Linked DNA regions of Muntiacus reevesi: region 2 is linked to region 1. Evidence: chromatin contacts called from public Hi-C data. All regions are on one chromosome and are shown on one strand. The core of a region is the stretch at or near the end of the contact, and the rest is flanking DNA. Distances in the headings are between cores, read along the strand shown.

Region 1 (6,568 bases), core at 2,494-4,993:
AGAAATAAAACCAGTATCTTCTGATGTCATGTCAAAGACTATCACCAATAAATTCATTGCTTTGATTTCAGTATGTTGATGTTATGTATTTCCCCACAGCTTTGATACATTTATTGTGCAGGCAGCCAGGTGATAAGCCAGGTTGGGGATGAGCTGGGATGCAGCGTTTGGGAATGATGTGTTAGGTGGGTGACAGGATGATGGGCAGAGCCAAAGTGGTAAGGAAGAGGAGCTGCCAAGTGGGTTACTGTATTAGAAAAGAGAATTCTGTTTTCACTTTTGCCTCTCAATTTAATGAACATTTCACTCTGTAAATGTGCCTTTTTGGGATCCAGGTAACTTGGAGATAATCTCTTAAGAGATATGTACATATTTATTTCTTTGGAAGTATCCCTTTGAGAATTTGAATGGAGATCCCCCCATTCCCATTCTATATTCAGTCTTCTATATATAATTTTAAAAATTTGCAACTCTATTTTCTTAAAATCTTAATCTTTTTATATTAGTATTTTGGATATATGTGTTTATTTCTTTATTATTTCTCTTTTTATGTTTCATCATTCTTTACAAAGCTATCCCCCAAAATAAGTAAAAGTAGGGACTGCAGTAGGAAGCCAAATGTGTTGGATAATAGAAAAAATAATTCAAAATTTTTAAATTTCAAAGCTCGTCAGCATGTGAACATCAGTGTGTATGTTTCCAGCTCAGTTAGCCTTAAATGTTGTATCCATGGTACTTCCCAGGTGGTGCTAGTGGTAAAGAATCCACCTGCCAATACAGGAGACATAAGAGACATGGGTTCGATCCCTGGGTTAGGAAGATCCCTTGGAGGAGGGCATGCCAACCCATTACAGTATTCTTGCCTGGAGAATCCGATAGACAGAGGGGCCTGGTGGGCTATAGTCTATTGGGTCACAAAGAGTCGGACGTGACTGAAGCAACTTAGCAGGCATGGTAGTACTCCTAGAACCAAACCACCCATGTCTGCTACTTTTTGTTCTTAGGATTAAAAAGCCTTAGTGCAGTTTAAAAAGTGTATACCTTAAGCAAAAGTTGAGGTACTCATACATTTAACAATAGGGCTAAACTGAACTTTAAAGTAACAAGCTTTTCTAATATATTAAAACTTGTTTAAAAAGTTGTAACCTAGGATTTTACCTTTCTGTTGGTTTGAGAAACTACTACTGTTTCTCCATTTTTATCTTTTAGAAAATTCTGCGAGATAAAATATGTGAATATATGTTAGGTTGGTGCAGAAATAATTGCAGTTTTGCGTTGTTGAACTTTGCCCTTTGATATTAGAATACATTCTTAAATGAATATGATTGTATTATACCTCATTTTAATGCACATTTCTTGCTTTATATTTTTTGCTAATGACATTGTGCAAACTGTCAGATTTCATTTTCTTGGGCTCCAAAATCAGTGCAGACGGTGACTGCAGCCACGAAATTAAAAGACACTTGCTCCTTGGAAGGAAAGCTGTGACAAACCTAGACAGTGTTTGAAAAAGCAGAGACATTACTTTGCTGATAAAAGTCCATCTAGTCAAAGCTGTGGTTTTTCCAGTGGTCATGTATGAATGTAAGAGTTGGACCATAAAGAAAACTGAGTGTCAAAGAACTGGTGCTTTAAATTGTGGTGCTCTTGAGAAGACTCTTGAGAATCCTTTAAACTGCAAGAGATGAAATCAGTCAATTCTAAAGGAAATCTGTCCTGAATATTCATTGGAAGAACTGGTGCTGAAGTTGAAGCTCCAGTATTTTGGCCCCCTGATGTGAAGAGCTGACTCATTGGAAAAGACCCTGATGCTGGGAAAGATTGAAGGCAAGAGGAGAAGGGGCCACAGAGGATGAAATGGTTGGATGGCATCACTGACTCAATGGACATGTTTGAGAAAACTCTGGGAGATAGTGAAGGACAGGGAAGCCTGGTGTGCCGCATGCAGTTCATGGGGTCACAGAGTGATGTAGTGATTGAACAACAACAACAATGACATGTTACTTGCTGTTTATTTTATTTGTATTTTAGACTATGGAAATGATGTTAGACAAAAAGCAAAATTGAGCAGTTTTCTTATTCGAGTTCAAAATGGGTCATAAAGCAGTGGAGATAACTTGTAACATTAAGAACTCATTTGGCCTAGGAATTGCTAGTGAATGTACAGTTCAGTGGTGGTTCAAGAAGTTTTGCAAAGGAAATGAGAGCCTTGAAGATGAGGAGTGCAGAGGCTGGCCAACGGAAAGTGACTCCAAGCCGTTGAGAACCACATTCAAGCTGATCCTCTTAAAACTACATGAGAAGTTGCCTAAGAACTTACCATTGACCATTCTATGGTTGTTTGACATTTGAAGCAAATTGGAAAGGTGAAAAAGGTTGACAAGAGGGTGCCTCATGAGCTGATTGCAAATAAAAAAAATCATTTCAGTGTGTCATCCTCTCTTATTCTCTGTAACAACAATGTGCCATTTCTTGATTGAATTGTGACCTGCAGCAAAAATTGGATTTTATATGACGCCAGCAATGACCAGCTCAGTGGTTGGACTGAGAAGAGGCTCTAAAATACTTCCCTAAGCCAAACTTGCACCAAAAAAAGGGTCGTGGTCACTGTTGGGTGGTCTGCTGCCAGTCTTCTGATCCACTACAGCTTTCTGAATCCCGGTGAAACCATTACATCTGAGAAGTATCCTCAGCAAATTGATGAGATGCACCGAAAACTGCAGTGCCTGCAGCCGTATCAATAGAATGGGCCCTATTCTTTCCCGTGACAATACTTGACCTAATGTCGAACAGCCAACGCTTCAAAACTTGAACAAATTGGACTGTGAAGTTTTGCCTCATTTGCTGAATTCATCTGACCTCTTGCCTAATTCATCTGACCTCTTGGCAAACGACTACAACTTCTTCAAGCACCTTGACAACTTTTTGCAGGGAAGAAGTTTCCACAACCAGAAGGATACAGAAAATGCTCTCCAAGAGTTTGTTGAATCCCATGGCATGAGTTTTTATGTTATAGGAATAAACAAACGTATCTCTCGTTGGCAAAAGCGTGTTGGTTGTAATGCTTCCTATTTTGATTAAGGAAGTGCTTGAGCCTAGTTATAATTTAAAATTCAGGGTCTGAAACTGCAGTGACTTTTGTAACAACACTATTCTTTATAATTGTAGGAAATATATTGATGTTTATAGGCTTACCAAAATGTGATAGGTTACAGTTATTTAATGAATATTTCCTTTAATTTTAGGTGGTTTTAGAGGTGGAAGAGGAGGTGGAGGTTTCAGAGGAGGAAGAGGGGGTGGTGGTTTCAGAGGTGAGTGGGAAAAAAAAACTTGAAATAACTGAATTTCTAGAAATGGTATTGTCTAGTAACTTTTATTTCTTTTTGCCAGCAAGTATGTAGAACACCATGGTATTCCTTTTTTTTAACCTAATATACAGTTTCATTTTATATCACTTTTACCTTTGAATTTTTTCACCTGTTTCTGCTTTACTTTGCTATATTATTAATTTAAAAAGCAAAAAGGTGGTAATATAAATGATAGTTAAATTTGGTAAAGTATGTTTGTTAAACTTAACCAGAACTAATGCTGACTTTAAACTTGAGTTTTGGGTAATAGTGTTATTTAAAGTTCACTTTTCTATATTTTTAATATTTTCATTTTTTCCTATCAGGAAGAGGACATTAAGTGTAACAGTTGACAGAAACTTCACCAGTTGACTTCTGCATTAACCTCATAATTTACTTCAGTGGATCAGAAACTTGTTTCTTGAGCAAATTTTGAAGAACTGGTCGTTTTAGAAAAGTGGAGCTGAATGTCAACGTCACGCAAAAATGAGTGCGGCCAAACAGGCAACTTTGCTTCAAAAGAGTATGAATAAGTGTTTTAACATTTTGTATAATGTTCGGAACTTTGTGGGTGTTTAATAAAGGGACAGCTTTTATTTGGAGCATATTCGAATTTTGTAAATAAAGTGTTTTATTTCTTTAAGTAATTTAGAGCTGTGTTTATTAAACCAGAGTTTTTAAGGGACAGCCCAGTAGATTTAAGATAGAAAAAGAGGATGTTTATATATCTAACTGAGCTTTAAAGAAAAACAGGCTAGTAGAGCAGTACTTCACATTATTTATAAATTAACACTCCCTTTAAAATGTTTGCCTTTTGTATATGAGAACATCACACTTTATCATATTTTTTCCCTTTTGTGTGTTAGGACACAAATCAAAGTAAGACAACTTCTCTAATTGTAACTCATAATTGATTAGAAAGTTTTAGTATTAATTATGAATCTATTAAAGTTGGAACAGCTCTGTTCAGGTTGAGAACTAGAAATTCAAGACATTTCTGAAGAAATATTTAACTTTTTCATTCAATATAGATGGAATGTTGAAAGCTTCACTGAATGTTTTTATTTTCCTTTTTTAAGGGACTCCAGGTTTAAAGTTTTACTGACCATAAATATTTGATCGCTTGCTACATGTTCGTATTCTTGGGTAGGGACATTACAAATGAAATTGGTTGTGGTCTTCAATGCTGTTATAGTATCAAGATGTTAATAAGTTAGAATACTGTGATATAGGATAATTTCCCCTGCCATTGATTCCCACCCTCCCTCCCTCCCCAACATGGTTCATTCTTAGAAGGAATGAGTTGTTGTGTTATTTCTTCAGTTTTCTAGCATGCTTTACTTAATACTTGGTTAACTCTTGAATGCTTATTTGAGTAGCATATAGTATTGCCTAAGTCAGTATTTGGGTTTTCCTTATGCTTTTTGATTAATGGAATTGTAGCAGGATTAATAAATGTGTAAAACATAAATATATATGATGATCAAATATGTTGAAAATTTTTCACAGAAGCAGTTATGCTATTACAACTTGGGAAAGGAATCTGTTTGATTTAGAATCCTTGGGTTGAAACTTTCAGTTAGGGCCAGGGTTTTTACTCTTGTTCTATAAAAGACATAGTAACCACCAAAGTGACTATGGTATTGTCCTAAGGACAAATAATACACAGTTCCTACACTTTTTTTTTAACATTAAAAAAAAAAAGTCTAAAATGGCTGTGTAGAAGTAGTGATAGGTTGTAGACAAACCACTTTTGAGCACTTTTGAGGTTTTCTTCACCTTTTCCTTGGGTATATCTATTTCAGTCACTCAGTTCAGTTACTCAGTTGTCTCCAGCTCTTTGCGACCCCACTAACTGCAGCACGCCAGACTTCTCTGTCCATCACCAACTCCTGGAGCTTGCTCAAACTCATGTCTGTAGAGTTGGTGATGCCATCCAACCATCTGTCGTCCCATTCACCTCCCATCTTCAATCTTTTCCAGCAACTGTCTTTTCTAAGGAATCAGTTCTTCACATCAGGTGGCCAAAGTGTTGGAACTTTAGCATCAGTCCTTCTAATGAACAGTCAGGATTGATCTCCTTTAGGATGAACTGGTTGGATCTCCTTGCAGTCCAAGGGACTCTCAAGAGTCTTCACCAACACCACAGTTCAAAAGCATCAATTCTTTGCTGTTCAACTTTCTTTATAGTTCAACTCTCACATCCATATATGACTACTGGAAAAACCATAGCTACTAGATGGACCTTTGTTGTCAAAGTCATGTCTCTGCTTTTTAATATGCTGTCCAGATTGGTCATAGCTTTTCTTCCTAGGAGCAAGCATCTTTGAATTTCATGGCCACAGTCACCATCTGCAGTGGTTTTGGAGCCCAAGAAAGTAAAGTCTCACTGTTTCCATTGTTTCCCCATCTATTTACCATGAAGTGATGGGATCGGACGCCATGTTCTTAGTTTTTTGAGTGTTAAGTTTTAAGTCAACTTTTTCAGTTCTCCTCTTTCACTTTGATCAAGAGGCTCTTTAGGTCCTCTCGCTTTCTCTCATAAAGGTGGTATCATCTGCATATCCGAGGTTATTGATATTTCTTCCGGTGATGTTGATTCTGTTTTGTGCTTCAGCCTGGCATTTCGCATGATGTACTCTGCGTATAAGTTAAATAAGCAGGGTGACAATATAAAGCCTTGACATGCTCCTTTCCCAATTTGGAACCAGTCTGTTGTTCCATGTCCGGTCCTAACTGTTGTGTCTTGACATGCATACAGACTTCGCAGGAGGCAGGTAAGGTGGTCTGGTATTCCCATTTCTTGAAGAATTTTCCACAGTTCGTTGTGATCCACACAGTCAAAGGTTTTGGCATAGTCAATAAAGCAGAAGTAGATTTTTTTTCTGGAATTTTTTTGCTTTTTCTGATCCAACAGATATTGGCAGTTTGATCTCTGGTTCCTCTGCCTATTCTAAATCCAGCATGAACATCTGGAAGTTCTCGGTTCATGTACTGTTGAAGCCTGGCTTGGAGAATTTTGAGCATTTGCCAGCATGTGAAACGAGTTGCAATTGTGCAGTGTTTTGAACATTTTTGGGGGATTAGAGTGAAAACTGACCTTTTCCAGTCCTGTGGCCACTGCTAAGTTTTCCAAATTTGCTGGCATATTGAGCGTAGCACTTTCACAACAGCATCTTATAGGAATTGAAATAGCTCAGCTGGAATTCCATCACCTCCAG
Region 2 (6,568 bases), core at 3,009-5,508, 310 kb before region 1:
AGAGTCGGACACGACTGAAGTGACGCAGCAGCAGCAGTAGTTGAGAGGCAAAGCTATGAATATCTGTATATAAAAGAGTGATATTCTAAAGAGTTTTCAAGTTATATAGTAGATGCTCAGTAAATGAGAGTCTGCTCTATTCAATTCCCTTCAGAATACCAGCTTAGAAATTCTCAGATGGTAGAGACCTGTGGGCTATGTTTATCATAGTCTCAGTGGAATATATAAGGTTGTTCCATTGAACTAATTGCCTCAGGCTGCTATGCATTTTCACTTATACCTTTTCCCCAATATTCTTGTCTCTGGTTTATTTATTCCACCAACCAAAGGTGTTGCTGCTGTCATTGTGCCTATATCCACAGTGTTTCCTTCCTCTGCCTTATGATTTATTCTTTCTAACCTGCTGTGGGCTGGGTGATTGGAGAGCCACAGAAATTACCGTATAGCTAAAATAACAGCCAAATAGTCTAAGTGAGAACTTGAGAGGATTTTCTGTAAGTGCACTTTTTGCACACAGGCTATGTGGTTATTATTTGACTAATAGTCCCACCCTTTTATTCATTTTTTTATCTTTTAGGATCTTGGTTGTCTTAGATACTTCAGACTTCAATGCTAGTTAAATGACATCAACATAGGTGATCAACTGATATGAACAACAGTGAAATGATTTCTTCCTGCCATAAGATGAATCTTGGAACTCAACTTAGGATGCTCTAAGGAAAAAAAGGAATGAAGATACACAGGGAACATGAGAAAAAAATAAAAGTAAGTTTAAAGAAAAAGAAAAATCAAAGAAATCCATGTATAAGAAAGTCAGTAGTGATATATGTAAAAGATATGTATGTACACATATATAAATGGGGACAGGTTACATACTATTAATCTTTGTATCCCCAATACCTGGCTTATTAAAAATGCAATAAATGTGTAAACAGATCAGAATAAGGAGAAGAAAAAAGAAAACTGTGTCTTCATATTGGTAGAGGGACTCCTAATAGGGAATGCCACTAAAAGAGGGAAGGTGTTCTACAAAGGCCAAATGTGATTTAAAAACTAGAGGGGGTGAAAAAGCTGTGGAAGATGGAAGCCAGACACAACAAAGAAGGAACTAGATTAGCATTTTTTGGATATAAAAATAGGTGTTCAGTTGTTCAAGCCTCCCACAACTTCTGCTACAGAGAATATGAGTCCCGAATTGGGGGTGACAAATAGTGGCACATGTCAGAATTTGACATTCAGCAAAAATGTCCCTCCTGCACCTGTGGCAGAGCTCACTTTCAATAACAGCATTTTTTCCTTTTGGACACAGACCTGGTTTCAGCATTGCCCATCAAAACAAGCAGGATTGACACTACCATATTGGGCACTCTGGCACTGTAATCACACACCTACAAAATATCACTTTCAATAATTGACAAAAAATTGGAGAAATGTGCTGAAGAAAAGAACTATTATCCCCCAATGTAAAAAAAGAATGGAACAGATTCAGCTGCATTTTGCTATTCAAAGCAGTGGTTCTCAAATTTTCCAGTACACCAGAATTACTGGGAGGGCTTGCTTTTGGGTCCCATCTCCAGAGTTCAGTAGGTCTGGGGTGGGACCTGAGAATTTGCATTTCAAACACTTTAAGATTCACCATTCAAAAGAATACTGGAACAAATTCTACATATGTAAAACTGAAAATCTTTTGACAAGCAAAATAGTACGTTGTAATTAGCATAGCTTTATGAGGAAAAATGTAAATTAACCAACTATAGCTTGTAGTGAATACAGCAAAGATTTTGATGCTAAATAGACTCTGGTTTAAGCTCTGGATCTGCTATTTACAGATTCATGATTTTTACCAAGATTACTTAAACTTTATATAAGCCTTAGTTTCCTCTGGTAAAATGGGGATAAGAAAAATATCCCATAGAGTTACTGTGAGGATTAAATGGGGGGGCGGAAATATATCTAAAGGGGTGGAAATATATCTAAAGAGACTAGCACAGTGCCTGGTACATAGTAAGCATTCATTCAGTCCTTCATCCTTTTCCTCTTCTTGGCTGACAGCAGTCGTGGGTCTTGAAGCAGTAGAGTGAAATAACATATTTTTCATAAAGACTATAGAATCTGTCATGCAAAAAAGACTCATAAAAATGCGAGAAAATATTACGATGAATTAGTGGAGAAGTGTAAGCAGCTTAGGTGATAAAGATTGCAGGGGGGTCCAGTGGTTAAGACTCTGCTCCCAAAGCACGGAGCATGGGTTCGATTCCTAGTTGGGGAACTGAGATTCTCCATGGCTGGCCAAAAGAAGAAAAAAAAGATTGTGGGGAAGAAGTGTTAAAACTTAGCCTTCTAGTCCTCCTCTTAGAAGAGTCTCCCCTAAAGAGACAAGGTTCAACTTCATCCCCTACACCTGTGATTAAAATGGGCTTCTTACACCCAAGAGGATACATTCCAGGGGCAGAAAGCCAACTGCCTAATTATTCCCTTAAGGGGCTTTTTTTTTCCTGAGCCACTTTTCAAAGGACTCCCAGGAAGTGTTGAAAACTGTTATTGTATAATCTTCTTGATGAAGCAAGGTGTGACCTTTTGCTCACACAGAGGCTTAGGTTTTGTGGAAAAGCTTCTAATGCTGTGGAAAAGCACTTGCTCATTTTGTGTAGATGAAATATAATGTATTGTTGAAAATCCTAAAACTCCAAAGTACAAACTACTACAAAACACAACTGTTAATTGTATATTGATGATATACAAATACATTATTTTTAATGATTTTAGGTGTAACAGTATTGTGATTATGTTATGCATTTAAAGATACATGTTTAATGCTTACCTATAAAATAGTATGTCTGAGATTTGTTTCAAAATAATCTCAGGAGAGTAGAGGTTGGTGCCAGTATAGATGAAACAAGATTATCCCGAATTGACAAATGTTGACTTGTTGATAAGTATATGATAGCCCATTATACTATTTTCTCTTACAATGTATTTCTTTTATTATCTACCTAAAATGTTAAAAATTCAAGTAGTTTTTACCAATGTGATACTGTTTTCTAGGACAGGATCGTCTTATATGTGTAATTTTCTCTAAAGATTCTGAAAATTTACATTTAACAAACTCATAGGCTTTAAACCTAAGAATCTGACAACGTATCTTCCACATGCAGGAACTAGTATATTTTAGCATTTGGTACTGTTTGGGTCCTTTATTAGTGTAAATGTATAAAATGGAAACGAAAAATTAACCAGAATTGTGGAAATAATAAACATAAATTCCAAAAAGAAAACCTACAAATTCAACTACTGAAACCTTATTTGTGATTCATGTGGTGCATTAAAGCACCAAGTATCATTAATTCATGGCAACAATTAAAAGGGGAACTTTGCATTCTTCTACAACTCACTTTATGGTCGGTATAATCATTCAGTAATTAGAAATATCATCTTGCTAGATTCCATTCGGAATTCGATGTTTTTGAACAATTTCATTTCTAACACAGAGTAAGTGTGGCCAGAATAAGATGGCAAAACGACTTGGGTAATGTAGTCCAGGGCTTGCTTGCCAGTTAGCATGCTGGGACATGCCAGAGATTCAAAGATTTCCCTCACGGGGACACACGAAGCTGAGTTCTTGCTTTGGGTGCTACAGCTTCTCTTCTGAATACCAGCAGGATGAGCCAACCCTTGGCAAAAATCTCGAGGAGGTGAAGTTTGTCTTTCAGTTTCCCTTACTCCATCTTCCCCTCTGCTCTTCCCAGTATGTAAGTCAGTGCGAAAAGTTCTCCGTTCTGACTGAGATTCTGTGTTTATCATAGAGAAATATTTCTTTTTCCTTTGCCTTGCATTATAATTGCCGAAGGGCAGGGCGCTTGGATGCCTATTTCCTTCAGAATTTAATATTAAGGGGGAAAACACCTCAAGATTAGAAAAACAAAGACAAACCCCGGGTTCCTCTTCGGAGGAAGGGTGACTGGGGTCAGTCCGGCCAGACGTATCCCTGGGCTCCGGAGCTGGGCTCCGCACGCAGCTCTCGAACTCCGTCCCCACCGCCGCCTCGCGCCCCTTCGACCCAGGTCCACCACTCTCGCCCGGGGAGGCCGCCGCCCCGCGCCCCGCCTCCGGCCTGGGTGCGCCCGGCTCCGCCTGGAGGGGGCGCTGCGGCGAGCGCAGCCCGTGCCTGAGGGGAACTACCGGGGGTGGGAGTCCCGCGGCTCCGCGCTCGGGGCGGCGGAGGGGCAGGGTCCTGGTGCCCGCGGCGGCCCGGCTGGGCTGCGCAGTGGGGCGTGAGCATTCCAGCCGCGGTCCCGGGTGACTCCCTCGGTGACGCCGGCCGCGTTCTTTCCTCTTCCTCTCGCCTCTCCGGCCCCGCCTTCCCTTTTCCTCCGCCCACCCTGCCGAAGCCGAACCGCCGCCGCCAGCAGCGCCGTCATGTCGGCCCCCGCCGGGTCCCCTCATCCGGCCGCCAGCGCCCGGATCCCGCCCAAGCTTGGCGGAGCCGCCGCCTCAGGAGCCGCCGCGCCGGCAGGCCCGGGCCCGGGGCCGCACCAGCAGAACGGTGAGGAGGGCGGCCGGGGCGGAGCGCGGGGCCTAGTTGCCGGCGGGGCATCCTGCGCGGCGCGATCCGGCGGGGAGGGCCGGCGGGCGGCGGGAGTTGGGGGCTGCCGGGCTGGGGGCGGGGGGCGCACGGCGGGAGCCTGACGGGGGGCGGGGAGAGAGGGGACGGACGCCCCGGCGCGGGGCCGACCCGGGGCATCGCGGGCTGCGGCTGCTTCTGGAGTGTGGCCCCAGGCCCTAAACCGCCGGGGCGAGTTGGGGCGTTGAAAGGGGGCAGCCCAGAGACCACGTGAATCGCGGTTATCCAGCCCCGGGCGCGGGCGAGGTGCCCCGAGCGACCCCTGTCGCGGAGAGACCCGGGGCCGCAGAGTGCGTGGTCCGGCGGAGGCTGCTTGTAGCCATGGAGCTGAGGAGGGTTGTGCCCTTCCTGTCTCGGGGAAAATTGCTCTGATTTCTGAGGCCCGGCGAGCACGCTGCCTGGAAGGAAACTTCAGTTTGTGCTCAAGTTTGTAGACAAAGGGTGTAAATAGGCAACACGAGTGTAACTGTAACCCTGACCCAGTTCGGCCTTCGAGATCTGTCGTTGCTGTTGCGGCCGCTACTCGAGCGTCTGGAACTGGCTGGTCGTGTTTGAAAAGGAGCAGGTGTCAAACGGATTTAAACGAATACTTTTAGATCTGGGTGTCCCCCGCCTCTCCCCCGTCCCCCAGCTTCACTTTCAGAAACAAAAACGTGCCAGAGTTGGCCCTGTTGGAGGCAAGGCCTTCATACCGGCAGCAGGCATTGCAACGTGAAGGCCGCTTTCAGCCTAAGGTCGTGGGCTTTGGGGACGTAACAGTCTCCGCTGAAAAATGATGCTTGTAGAATATCCATTCCCTCAGTTAGTGGATGGGGCCCGGGGAGAGGGGCCGTCTCTGTATAAACGGTAATATTTCCGATGAGAACGCTCGACACTAATTGACTGAATACTTTACAAGAATATGTCTGGTTCTCTGTTTGTATAAGAGAACAAAGTCTGGTGGTGCTCTTCAAATGATTGTTGGACTGACCTATTTTACCCAGTCTGCTAGTGAAAACTTACTGGACTTTATAAATCAGTTCAGCGAACATTTAATTTTTATAGCTGATGCTGTTCACGCTTGCAGTTTATCGTTTATCCTGAGAACCAGAAGTTGAGGTTTTTATTTTTTTTTTGTAAGTCAAATGTGATGGCTTAGTCTTCATAATCCTTTGAATCAGCCATAGTTGTCAATGTTACATGCAGTACTTTTTCTGGTCATTGTTTACTGTATGGGTTTTAAATGTAAACAGTGTAGTAGGTTTTGTTCTTCTGCCCTGAACAAACATGAAGATATTATTTTTGAGCAGTTTTTGTTCTTGTAAACTTAGCATAAATTCTTGTTTTTGTTTAGTTTTTGAAATAGCTTTGTGTGTGGAAGAACTGAAAGAAGAGATCCCCAGTCTTTTAGAATATTGTAAATCCATGTTTAATAGTGATCCAAGGATTGTGTCTTTTCTTGATTTTCTGATTATGCATTATTGTCATAGTGTACAGTTTTTAAGGTGACAAATATTTGCCTTAGCCTTACAAATTTTGTGAATACTCAAGGAGTGACAGGATATCAGTTGTAATCAAGATGTTAAATATGTAAAAAATCAGTTGATACATTTAGAAGCCAGATATAAATGATGCTTGCTTTCTACTGTTTATAATCATTACTTTCCTTTGATATAATTCATTTCAGCATTTGTTGCATGCTTGCAGTTGGGGACTCGAGATTAGCCTAGTAGATAAAACAAAATCCCTGCCTTTCTCCTAAATTGACATGTATTTTGGTGACGTTCAAGTTGGTTATGACCTTGAGGAATTTGACAGATAGAGGCAGGAGGGGAGGGCTGTTGCAGGGGCATGAACCAAAGTTGAAAAATTTAGGAACCAAGAAGCAAAAAGAGTGCCAGGTGAGAGGGAAAACCCAAGGGATTAAAGCTGAAAACAATACTTGAAAGGGGCCAGATTACAGAAAGG

The links. A called contact is a pair of places that touch in the nucleus more often than the background predicts.
Region 2: a Hi-C map of muscle shows a contact between it and region 1, with 6 times the contacts expected there. The contact joins the promoter of SEC24B here to the promoter of RRH in region 1. A contact is called at or near these places in 2 of 3 Hi-C or Micro-C datasets (blood and muscle).

The regions. Positions count from the first base shown.
Region 1 is chr16:15,277,950-15,284,517 of mMunRee1.1, reverse strand. RRH (retinal pigment epithelium-derived rhodopsin homolog) reads left to right here and starts at 3,743. Exons shown (of 7, transcript XM_065907171.1): 1 at 3,743-3,870. The coding sequence starts at 3,834. It overlaps GAR1 (GAR1 ribonucleoprotein), which reads left to right. Exons shown (of 7, transcript XM_065907174.1): 6 at 3,246-3,311; 7 at 3,674-3,994. The coding sequence ends at 3,687.
Region 2 is chr16:15,586,245-15,592,812 of mMunRee1.1, reverse strand. It overlaps SEC24B (SEC24 homolog B, COPII coat complex component), which reads left to right and starts at 4,258. Exons shown (of 23, transcript XM_065907541.1): 1 at 4,258-4,543. The coding sequence starts at 4,417.